Regions from separate parts of the Mus musculus genome. Here all the other regions are linked to region 2. Evidence: chromatin contacts called from public Hi-C and HiChIP or PLAC-seq data. All regions are on one chromosome and are shown on one strand. Each heading gives the region's core, a stretch centred on a gene start, on an enhancer-like site or on the middle of the called end of the contact. The rest is flanking DNA. Distances are from core to core; before and after follow the strand shown. Region 1 has its middle 26 kb from the start of Tmem154. Region 2 overlaps Trim2 (tripartite motif-containing 2). Region 3 overlaps Fhdc1 (FH2 domain containing 1).

Region 1 (3,665 bases), core at 631-3,130, 470 kb before region 2:
AACGTTGCTAAAGCAAGACCATGAAAAGACGTGTGACAAAAGATTCTTCTCTAACAATATGCATGCATAGGTTCACCTTGAAATGCATAACTGAGCTCAGTTTGTTGTGACTCCATAGAGAGAAATGCACCAAAATACTTCTGGTGATGTTTTGGTGGCTTTTTGCTGCTTCCTCGGATGTGGGCCAATTGGCAGACTGATGTCAGCTGACATCATGAGTCAATGATTCAGACTCACATGGAGTTTTGCTAAGACAGACACATGGAAGACACATGATGTTTGAAGGGAGTATAAATAGGACTCAATGGACAGAGATGGCTTGCTTGCATAGTTAGTTGATCTCCCAGCATCTTCATTTCCTTAAGAGAGGCATGGCAGAGAGCTTCTCCTGCTGACTTGTGCCAGTGAACTGAACTGCTGTTGTATTCGTGCAATGTTTGGGAGTGGATGAGCTGCTGCTGCTGCTGTTGTCTTCTGTGAACTGAACTGCTGATTTCCTGACAAGGCAGATGGAATTTGCTCCAAACAACAATTTTTAAATAGGTCCATCTTCCCTGTATCCTAATAACCTTTCTTTTCTACTGCCTCCGGTGGGTGGTGGGCTAGAAGGGAGGTTAAAGCATTTAAGAACCGTTATTAAAAATAGGATTTGAAAAAAAAATCTAAGCTACAAGTCCCTCTACTCCCCCATCCTTCCCTTTCACCACCTCCTCTAAGCCTCAACTCCAGCTGCCTCTAGGAAGAGATGGACCAGAGGAGCTCGTGGACGGATGGAAGCCTTATGATGAGGCCCTTTGTGCCTTGAGACAAGGCAAGTCCCTGCAGAGTGAAGAATAGCTGACAGGAGATTTTGTCCTTTTTGTTGGTTTGTATGACATTGGCTCTTAAAATCTGTTTTTAAGAGATCTTAACCTTCCCTAACATTCAATCTAGATACAGATCTTGTTAAAGGTGGATATCCGTTCTCTAAGCTTGGATAGAAATCCAAACCTTTCCATCCGCAGCGAGGTCCAGGAAGATTTGTCATTACTAAACGTCAGACCATGATCTGCTGAACTGTTTAACTAATGACTTAATCATTGATTTTAAACAGGCATTTAATCACTGCTTAGAAAACTCCACCGAGTGCAGGCTAATGCAGGCCTTCCTTTGTCCTGGAGATGCCCTGTAGTTACTGGTAGCAACCAGGGTCCCAGAAAACCCCCAAACACTCCTGAAGTTAGAAGACTCTAGCAGGCAAAATCACGGCTGCCTCTGCTGTTTTTCTATCTTGTATATTGGGTTTTGGCAAAGACAGCTCTGCAGCTAAGACTGAACGTGCTATAGATAGACCTGGAAATTATTGAGCAGAAAGGGAAGCCAGGACACTGGTAATTAGGAAGAGTTCTTAATTATTTTCCTAATTTTGATCCTGTGGGAGCCCAGGGAAAGAAAGGAGAACTTGAGATACGCTACAGTTTAACTCTGATCCCAGGACAGCCCTCCAAAGGCCTTGCCCGCTGCTGGCGCAGTTAAGTATTAAATATTGCAGACTGACTCTAAGGGAATCTCTCTTCCAAAGAGATTATCATTGACCTTTCTAGGCGGAAATGAGCTGATAATGGGACCTTCGGAAATCGCAGATGCCCGGGTATGAGCCTTTGATAAGGTGATTCATTTAATCATGCAAATGAATGTTTATCTCCTGTAATTTGCAAGGCACCCCTTCTCTCAAGGGAGGGCCTGAGGAGAGCTGCCCTGTGTCCCCCATTCCTATCCTAGAAGAACAATCCCCATGTCTTAGGGGACAGCAGGCAGCCTGCAGCTGGTTGTGCTCACAGCACCTAAAGGACAGCTGCTGGGAGCTTGGGGGTGGTGGTGGAAGTGGCGCAAGCCCAGTGGAAGAGTGACCAAAGCAACCAGGGAGGGAATGCCCACTGTGTCCTGGGGAAATGACCTTGCTTGCTCCCGTCTGGAGGAATGGAACAGTTGGGGGAGGAGCTGCAGCCCCGATCCTGATACACTTTGAATTCTGTTAGTAGCTGGTTGGAGGCACAGTGGTGACAGAAACCTAGATGTTGCTTGAGGCTGTCTCAAGTGTAATATGCTGTGATAGAGGAGACCTAGACAAGTCCAACCTTCTGCCATTGCAACACAACGATATCTTCTACAAAGTTCATGCTCAGTAACCACGAAATGAGTTACAAAAATACTACAGAAGAAACTAACTCATGTTCTAGGTCCATTTATTACGTTGTGTTGTGGGCTACATTTATAACTACATTTATAACTATCTTCAGTCACAAGAAGCTAAGTGTGGCTGCTGGTTACAGGTTGAAAACATCTGGTAAAGCAGGCCAGAATGTCACCAAGTCATCCAGTTAGGTGTGTGGACTTCTGAGGGCAGGAGTGTGGGAGGAAGCAGGGATTGGCCATGCCTGTGTTAGAGACAAAGGGAGAGCCATGATTTCCTGGGAGAGAGGCAGCTCCTATCTGTGAATTTAGGTTGCATTATAAACTGAGCCACTCGGATGAAGCTGTCCAGCACTGGGTTAGGAAGTTCTGTCTGTAGCGTTGGAAACAAGTGTTTCTTGCAGTCATCCATGGAGCGTAGCCATGGGCCTCCTCTGTGTCTATTACACAGCCAAGTGAGCAGAAACATGAGGCCCTAATACTCCATACTGTCCTTCCTACCTGCAGAGACTATGCAGGCCACAGGGGTGAGGCAGGGTGGGGTGAGGTAGGGCAGGGCAGGACAGGGTAGGGCCCTTTGTGCTGTGTTCTCATGATGCTGAAGGTCACTCCCTCCCTCTGCGGCAATGGAGCTGCAGGCCTGCTGTTAGAAAGATCTTAGTTTGATCAGTGGCTCAGTGGGTAAGCACTACAGGTTTTGCAAAGATTCCAAGTTCAGTTCCCAGCACCCATAACAGGCAGCTCACGGCTACCAGTAACTCTAGCTCTAAGAAACCTGACACAGCCTTTTCTGTCTTCCAGGGCATGCATGCCATGTGGGGCGCACGTGTGCACACACCCCCACCCCTCACACAAATTAATAATAATAATAATAACAATAATAATAAATATTTTAAAATGGAAAACCTCTTAGGCCTATTGTATCAAAAAATTTTTTTTAATTTAGATTTGTCAATTAGGCGACTCTCAAACCAGAAGAGTTCTGAGAACTCCACCCAGCAATGTGGTAGTGGAGATGAAGCTCAGAAAAGCACCCTCAAAGGCACGAATGGCTGAAGTGCAGTTACCTGGTGCTAGGGCTTCTTGTAGCCAACCCAAACTCAGTTAACTGCGATTAAACCCATTTCCCTCAGGCCGTGGGCCCAAGGCAGGTGCCCCAGCTCTGCAGGCAACCTCCCTGGGTTTCACTCTCCGCAATACAGCAGGGGGAGCAATGACCAGACCAGGAACAGCAGGACAGTGTCGAGGACCATGTGCCTGGATGTGCACACCTGTAATCCTAGCACTGGGGAGCTGGGTCAGGAGGATCCTGATTTGGAGCATAGCCTAAACCTGAGGTGTTCTCCTGTGTGGGAAGTCAGTGCCCCCCCCCTCCCCCCAGTCAGTACCCCTGGTCAGAGCATCAGGCCCCGGGAAGAGAAGACTTGGTGGCCCAATGCCCATTTTCCCAATCAACATACTTTGGCTCGTTAATGCACTCAGCCAAACCCAAA
Region 2 (3,653 bases), core at 758-3,257:
GTTCATGGACTGGGGCTCGGGTTCTCTGTCCTTCCTTAATTAGGTCGGTGTGTTAGCCTTGTCTTGTGCTGCAGCAACTGCTGTGCTTGTCATCGTGTTTGCTGTCGGAGCCCTCACGTGTTTCTCCTCCATTTTATTGCAGGTCCCCACTTTGCAGCTGTGAATAGCAATAATGAGATCATCATTACAGATTTCCATAATCACTCTGTCAAGGTACTGTTAGTACTCGGACTGTTGTTAACTCTGCACTCCTTGTACGGAGAAATTGTCTAGTTGTAAATAATGTACAGCACTGTACAGACACTCGGAACGGAATGGAGTAAACCTATGGGGATCTGGCTTCAGCTTAAACATGAACTTTTTTTTTTTGGTTTTTCGAGACAGGGTTTCTCTGTGTAGCCCTGGCTGTCCTGGAACTCACTCTGTAGACCAGGCTGGCCTCGAACACAGAAATTCACCTGCCTCTGCCTCCCAAGTGCTGGGATTAAAGGTGTGCGCCACCACGCCTGGCAAACATGAAGGTTTTAATATGGACTTACATACTTGGAGATAAAATATGATGGACATCAGTTTCTTAATTGGAAACTGAGATGATGAGAATGATTTAAAGATTTGTAAAACAGTTGCTTGGACATAGAGACAGAAGTGACAGAAGTGTGTATGTTTCTAGAAGGAGGAGGATTTCCTGAGGGCTGGGGGCTGCAACTCAATGATAGTCTTAGTTAGGATTTTACTGCTGTGAACAGACATCATAACCAAGGCAACTCTTATAAAAGAGAACATTTAATTGGGGCTGGCTTACAGGTTCAGAGGTTGAGTCCATTATAATCAAGGTAGGAGCATGGCAGCATCCAGGCAGGCATGGTGCAGGAGGAGCTGAGAGTTCTATGAGCTGATCCAAAGGCAGCCTGAAGAAGACTGTCCTTCCTGTACTTAGGAGCCTCGAATCCACCCCCACAGCGACACACTTCCTCTAACAAGGCTACACTTCCTAATGGTGCCACTTCCCACGGGCCAAACATCTTCACACCACCACAATAATACAGTATGGGCTTAGCATGTACCAGGGGCCAGGCTCGATCTGTTGCACCAACATTATTAAACAACTCCATACAAGTATAAAAAGCAAAGCTATAAAAACGATTTCAGCTCTTAGATTGTCTTCATCTGAGAACTGTTTAAGTCAATAGCATTAGGTGAGATGCAGAAAATATAAAATGTTTGTGATTATCAAAGTTCTAGAAGTGATGGTTTCAGAATCTAGAGATTATTTCAACTCTTTAAGCTCACTTTTCATCTTAAAGAAATGATAGCATTTGCTTTGTTTTTTTCCTCTGTGACAGCTGTTGTATGGTATGCATGAGTTTTTTTTTCCCCATGACACAGCAGTTAGCAGTAACTCTAAATTCAAGTGATTTCTTGCTTAATAAATATGATATCTATAAGTCAGAGTTAGTAAGTAGTCTACTATAGGTTTTTTAAAAAATGGTTTTATTGTTTTAGCAGTGTTTTGGGGGGGGCATTTATTAGTCTGGGATTCTACAGATACTCTGGGTTTTACTTTCCTGTGTATGCACACTTATGATACAGTTTAATTCATAAATATGATAAAGGGAACCATTGTGTCAGCTTTCTGCTGCTGTGATCCGATACCAGAGAATAACAACGTCAAGGAGCAAACGTTTATTTTGGTTCATGGTCTCAGAGCTTCAGTCCTAATGACTTGCAGAGACTAAAAGAAAGTGAGGCACAGCTAGGGCTAAGTTATACCCTCTGAGTCCTCCCGTCTGTGACCTACCACCTCTAGATAGGCTAGATCGCCTTCAGCTTCTGCTGCCTCCTACTGGTCCATTCAGTGATGACCCCATCAGTGCATTAGATCCATTGATGAGGTCAGAGCCTTAGGATCCACTCGCTTCCTAGAAAGCTCACCTCTGAATATCCCAGCATTTGGGACTGAACCTTCAGCACATGAACCTATGAAGACATTTCAGATCCAAACCACAGCAGCAATGAACAGTGATGACTAATTATACATCAGAACAAGTATAACGGTGGCATCCTGCTGTAGCTGTGATCTGAAACTGTGACTTCTGGAACTTTCCACTCCTTTCCTGCCGCAGTTGCAGGAAACTGAGTAAAGCTGCAGCTGGGCAGAGGAACGGCTTTCCTTTTGCTTTCACCACAAGTTGACTAAGCGAGGGGGTACTGGGGGGCATGCCTGTGATTCCCAGCACTTGCAAGGCAAAAAGCAGAGGTGCTGGCAGGGGGCAGGAGGATCAGGAACTGGAAGCAGCCTAGGCTACATCAAGACCCTCTCCCATGAACAACAAAAATAAAGCAAAGTCTGTGTTTTAATTCCAATGTGAAGGAGATGTACTTAAGCCGAGTAAATTACACTGGGTGAACAAGTAAGCAAGGACCACCAAAAGGATCATGTGCAGGAATTACTACAGAAGGAGCTCAGGGTAACAGCGTCCTTACCAGCCCCACACATGCTCGCTGGTCTCTGAAGTTACATTGTTGCGTATAAGTGGCTATGTGACTAGAATTCAGGAAGCCTTTCAAATTCTTCCTCTTTTTCCTTCCCCTTCTCTCTCCCTCATTCCTTCCCCTCTCTTCCCTTTTCCTTTCCCTTCCCTCTTTTTTCTTATTGCTGACGATGAAACTCAAGGTTTCATACAGGCTAGGCAAAGTGTGCCCGCTGCCTTCCCAGCCTGCATCAAGGCATTCATAACCTAATGTATTAGTGAGAACTGCCTGTGCTTCTTTCTAAGGTGCCAGAAAGGACTCAAAGGACCTGAGGCCATCCTCAAATCAGATCGGTGCTCAAAGCTGTGACCTCTCTGAGGTCCACACATGAGCAACCTTTACTCTAAAGGCTGCCCTGACTGCAACACTTCTTGATTTGTTAGTTAGTACTTCCATACATTTAAGCAGCGTCATAATGGATATGTAAAATAACATCCCAAGAACATTTCAGAGCTATTAAGTATCATCTGAAGCATCAAGATACAATTGTTCCCTATAGCCTCATTAGATACATTGAATGAATTTAACATTGTCATTAAAATTTTCATTCCAAAACCTGTAACCTATATTTGTATCGTGTATCACAATTATACAAATATTTAGTAAACCACAGTAACTGATCGATCAGTCATGCCAGGCATGAGAGACCATCTCCTTAAGAGCTCTGTTCATCCCTCACTTGGAACAGCCTCAGTTGGTTCTAGTAGTGAAAGCCTTTGGGGTTATAAACTCACTATTTAGCTATAGCACCCTCTGAGGGAAATAAAACAGCCCCTGCTATTCTTCACCCATGAACATGGTTTGTTCACGCCCTTGTTGACACACATAATGCCTATAATCCTAAGTATGAGTCTTCTTGTTCTTGTTATGTTGATATAGTAAAAATGGTAATAAACCCTGAATATTTGGTCTAACAAAAACCTAATCCAAACTGAATGACAACCCATCTGCTAGAGACATAGTGCCCATTTTTGAATTTTTATTTATTTAGTAAATAAAGCTACTTATTTGAAGATAATATTTAGTGTTTTAAAATAAATAGTTTAAGTTTTATTCAGAATATCTTATAGCATATTGTATTTTGTAATTTATAAAAAAAAAACCCCAAGTATGTAGTAACC
Region 3 (3,944 bases), core at 62-2,561, 280 kb before region 2:
TCCTCCCAGCAGGCTTTGTTTATGTGAAGGGGAAGGTGAGCGACATGCACAAGTGAAGTCTGGTGACTTCTCCAATGGACGCCAGTGGCCAGTAAAGGGGGGAAACCTTTTGTACAACAACAACAACCCTAACATTCATAATGTCAACATGAATGCATCCAAATATACAAAATTCCCCTGGATTTTGGGTTCTGCCTGCTCCCTTCCCTGCTGACAAAACCCGTTGTGGGCATTCAATGGCTAGAACCAAGTCCAGCTGCTCATTTGCAGAGCATGAGCCATGTTGTTGTCGGCCATGTTTCCCTTCTCTGTAACGTATAGGGAGAGGTAGAATCTGGCTGCCTGTGACCTGTTAGAGGAAGTCTAAAAGTCAGCCTCCATTGCCTGGGTCCCTTTCAGTTAGGAGAGCATCCTAACACAGGGAAGGCAGCTGCTCCGCATCTCACTGGATTTTAGTCATGATGCTTGTCACACAGAGGTGCTGAGACCTCCTGTGTGAAAAGTAATTCCAGCCCTGCCTGTGGGCTGGGCTGGTTGTCAGCCTGCTTTCCTTAATTCTTGTGTGTTGAGGAAGCACTAAATGTCTTGGAGACTCACTCAGAATTAAACACAAAAGTGGGTAAATGTGACCCCAGTGGCTGTCCTGTTCCAGGCTTGGTGCCCTGGTGCCAGCTGCCCACTCCCCACTTCCTTCTGCAGATTATCTCTGGATATCACCGAGGCAGAGCTGCACTCTCTCTTTGTCAGAACGAAATCGCTGCAGGAAAACATCCAGCTTGACCAGGAGCTGTGCCAGCAGATGGAAGACTTCCTCCAGGTCAGTCCCTCTTAGCATCCAGCAATCTGGGCAGGCCTGCCTATTTGATTTGTGCAGGCAGCAAGCGCCCAATCATGCTTTTACCCCAAGTGCGTACGAGGATCCTCGCGCCCCGCTGCCCTTCCATGGCAGAGGATGCGCAGCGATGATGATCCTAGCAGGAGAAATGGCTTCTGATGATGGTGCCTGGGTCTTCTGATTACTCTTCCCTGCACCGAAATGGCAGCAGCACAAGCCTCTCTCCCTGAGAACCTGCCTGGCACCTTGAGATTTGATTCTGTAGCCTTCATATTTTTGGACAATGGGAGAGAGTCCCATAGAACATCCAGACACTGGAGTACTTGAGCTGATATGCCTCATGTTTCTGTAGAAGAGTGAGACACATCGTACCTGTGAGATTTCTGCTGGGAGCAGCAGGGCACACATAGCTTAGGTACCCATCAACACATGAATATGTCATCAGCCCACAGGGTGTGGCAGGAGCCACTCTGAATAACATCAACAAAAACCAGTAGAGTGGATGTGTTTGTGACAACTCAGGGTGACTCACTAATCACATAGTCTGACGTGTTTTTTTTTTTTTTTTTTTTTTTTTTTGCCTTCCTTATTTAAAAACCAAAGCCAAACCTCCATTCTCTTGTGTTCAGCCTCCCGTGAGACCCCTGAGCCAAGGCAGGGCTGCCCTGGGGGGGGGGGGGAGGATGGATACTTGCCAATCAAAGTCTTCACTGCTTTGAAACCAAGGCCTTCTGCCTGCTAGGCAGGGGCTGTGTATACCACCCAGGGTGCAACTGCAACCCAGAGGCTGCTGCCATCTCTCAGTGCAGAGCAGTACCAAGCACAGTCGGGTGCATGAAGTTCTGGTTCTGTGCAGGATGCTATAGAATTCATGGCATCCAACTCCACTGTGACTGTTTTTCCAGCCAGTGTTTAGAGTGTTTGGCTGTCCCAGGTGCAACGTGGGCTCTGTTAGGCCGTTTCTTCCTGGTATCCATCCATCCATCCCCACAGGGTCTGCGGCTAAGTCATAGGAGTTCTTGTCAGGAGGCCCACTCTTCCGCAGTTGTTCTTAGCTGTTTGCCCTGCAGAAGAGCAATGGACAAAGCATTATCTTTCTGTGAATACCCTCTTCTCTTCGAAGCCACATCAGGAAGGCTCTCGCTGCCTTGGGCCATCAGCTCAGGTGGTTTCTCTCTCTCTCTCTCTCTCTCTCTCTCTCTCTCTCTGGTTTCACTTTCCTAAATAGTTTTTGTTTCCCACCATCCCTAGAATGTTAAGCAAAGGCTGGCTAAGGGGAAAGCGGTTGAACTGGTACACTTCTGCTGTGTAGCTGGCTAAGTGTTCCCTCCTCCAAGGAGGGCAACCTGTTTCTTTCCTATACCTTAAGCCCAGCCACTCACTCCAAAAGAACTTCCTCACAGGTAGACTTTCTTAAGATACACACATACTTGTCATTTCACGAAACAATATGCTTCCTACATTCCTTCTCATATAAGCTTAGTAAATATGGCAGCAATGAAAGCTGTCCACGCAGCAGCTCAAACATTCAACCCCCTTTCTCGCCACACACAGCCACCTCATGGCTCAGAGGCAGTCGCTAACCTATATCAGGGAACTATGCCTTGTGACCCTTGGGCATCACCAGCCCACTCTCTATGACTTGGGAATGTACTGGGGACACACGGTCTTCTGTCACGCTGAGGACTTTGATGAAGTAGCACTGAAATTCTTGGCAGCCATAACCCAGAGGAGCCAAGGACAGTAGGGACTGGGATAGGACCTACCCGAATCTCTTAGGGAGTTCTGATACACCCCAAACCTGCTGCATGTGGGGTACAGCTGCTCAGGGAGTACTCCAGTCTCCCATCCTGGGCAGTCGGGACAGTGACCTAATAGAGTGTATTTGGGATGGAGTGTAGCTCCCCTCTCAGCAGAACAGCATGGGCAGCTTGTCAGGACAAGTTAACTTCCGAGACCTCAGCCCAAAGGAGAGTCTGTTTTAAGAGGAGGAAAAGCAAATACAACCGAAATTCTAAATGACGACAAGCTGTTTGCCTTGGCAACTTCTCTAAGGGTCTTAAAGGGAAAAAATCTTGGTTAATGACATTCTACATGAGGGTTATGGCTCCATGTTGATTTACTTAGAGACAGGGTCTCACTGTGTTAACCCAGCTGGCTTTGAACTCCCTGTCTCTCAGTCTCCAGCTCCCAAACGCTGGGATTACAGGTGTGCACCACCCCCTTCTGGCTCCTTTAGTTCATTTTGTGGCCTCTGGGTCTCGGGTAGGAGGTCGCCTTGTTCCCTTGAGCTTTGGTTTGAGTTGACTCGTTTTCCTTTTGGCTCCGAGCGGCCTTTGCAGCCTTCCCTTTCCAGAAACCTGAAATGGAACCCCAGTACTGTGTCCACCTCAGCTGACCTTGCTTACCACACGCGTCCCTGTTTGTTTCCATGTAGTTTGCTGTGGAGAAGTTGGCGGAGCTGGAACTCTGGAAACGGGAGCTGCAGGGTGAAGCTCACACCCTTATAGACTTTTTCTGCGAAGACAAAGAAACCATGAAACTGGATGAATGCTTCCAGATATTCAGAGACTTCTGTACCAGATTCAACAAAGCAGTTAAGGTATGAATGGTGGCACTGCCCTGTTCCCAGGGTCCTTGGGATTTTCATTTTCCTGCTTACTGACCTAGTCCTCTGCCTGTGGCAGAAAGATGGTCATCAGTTCTTTGGTTTCAGGACCGTCTGGCCGGGTGGCATGCCAGGCTCATGGCCCGGATGAGTAGGAGGTGACTCTGTTGTAGTATCAGGACTCTGGCATGGTGGCCTCTGGCCTTTGCTACTCATACAGCATGCAGAATGCCCTAGAAACATTTTGCTAGCCAACACTGCTTATGGTAATGGGACTTGGAAGTTTCCTGCACATTTGACTCTTTTTCTCAGCCCTTCCCTAGGAGGAAATGTCAGCCTCTAGGGAAGTTTGAATAGCCTAGAAGTGGTCTCTTAATTGAATTCAGAAGCCAGAAAACTTCCCAGGTTGTTGGTCCTTGGTAAAGGAAACATTTATCTGAAAATGGGAACACTACAGCCTCTCCTCTCTGACAGCATCTCTCTCAGATCTCATTATTTTAG

What was found. A called contact is a pair of places that touch in the nucleus more often than the background predicts. HiChIP or PLAC-seq counts read pairs in DNA pulled down with a chosen protein or histone mark.
Region 1: an H3K4me3 HiChIP or PLAC-seq map of bone marrow-derived macrophages shows a contact between it and region 2, with 7 times the contacts expected there. The contact joins two enhancer-like sites. A contact is called at or near these places in 1 of 484 Hi-C or Micro-C datasets (embryonic stem cells), 4 of 115 datasets of contacts at active chromatin or transcription factors (bone marrow-derived macrophages and embryonic stem cells) and 1 of 9 other capture datasets (embryonic stem cells).
Region 3: a Hi-C map of bone marrow-derived macrophages shows a contact between it and region 2, with 20 read pairs. The contact joins two enhancer-like sites. A contact is called at or near these places in 1 of 39 promoter capture datasets (liver), 3 of 484 Hi-C or Micro-C datasets (the HL-1 cell line, bone marrow-derived macrophages and embryonic stem cells) and 3 of 9 other capture datasets (adipose tissue, liver and pancreatic islet).

The regions. Positions count from the first base shown.
Region 1 is chr3:84,638,141-84,641,805 of GRCm38.p6, reverse strand. No RefSeq gene overlaps it. Among named protein-coding and RNA genes, the nearest start is that of Tmem154, 26 kb to the left of the region's middle. Within about 2 kb of position 1,880, at least 51 of the 459 cell types and tissues checked have an H3K27ac peak or open chromatin away from gene starts, as enhancers often do. A contact at or near this core is called in bone marrow-derived macrophages, where this site is marked.
Region 2 is chr3:84,168,020-84,171,672 of GRCm38.p6, reverse strand. It overlaps Trim2 (tripartite motif-containing 2), which reads left to right. Exons shown (of 12, transcript NM_001271727.1): 10 at 143-213. Among named protein-coding and RNA genes, the nearest start is that of Mnd1, 14 kb to the right of the region's middle. Within about 2 kb of position 2,007, at least 28 of the 459 cell types and tissues checked have an H3K27ac peak or open chromatin away from gene starts, as enhancers often do. A contact at or near this core is called in the HL-1 cell line and bone marrow-derived macrophages, where this site is marked.
Region 3 is chr3:84,448,243-84,452,186 of GRCm38.p6, reverse strand. It overlaps Fhdc1 (FH2 domain containing 1), which reads left to right. Exons shown (of 12, transcript NM_001205355.1): 10 at 700-817; 11 at 3,273-3,437. Among named protein-coding and RNA genes, the nearest start is that of Fhdc1, 29 kb to the left of the region's middle. Within about 2 kb of position 1,311, at least 41 of the 459 cell types and tissues checked have an H3K27ac peak or open chromatin away from gene starts, as enhancers often do. A contact at or near this core is called in the HL-1 cell line and bone marrow-derived macrophages, where this site is marked.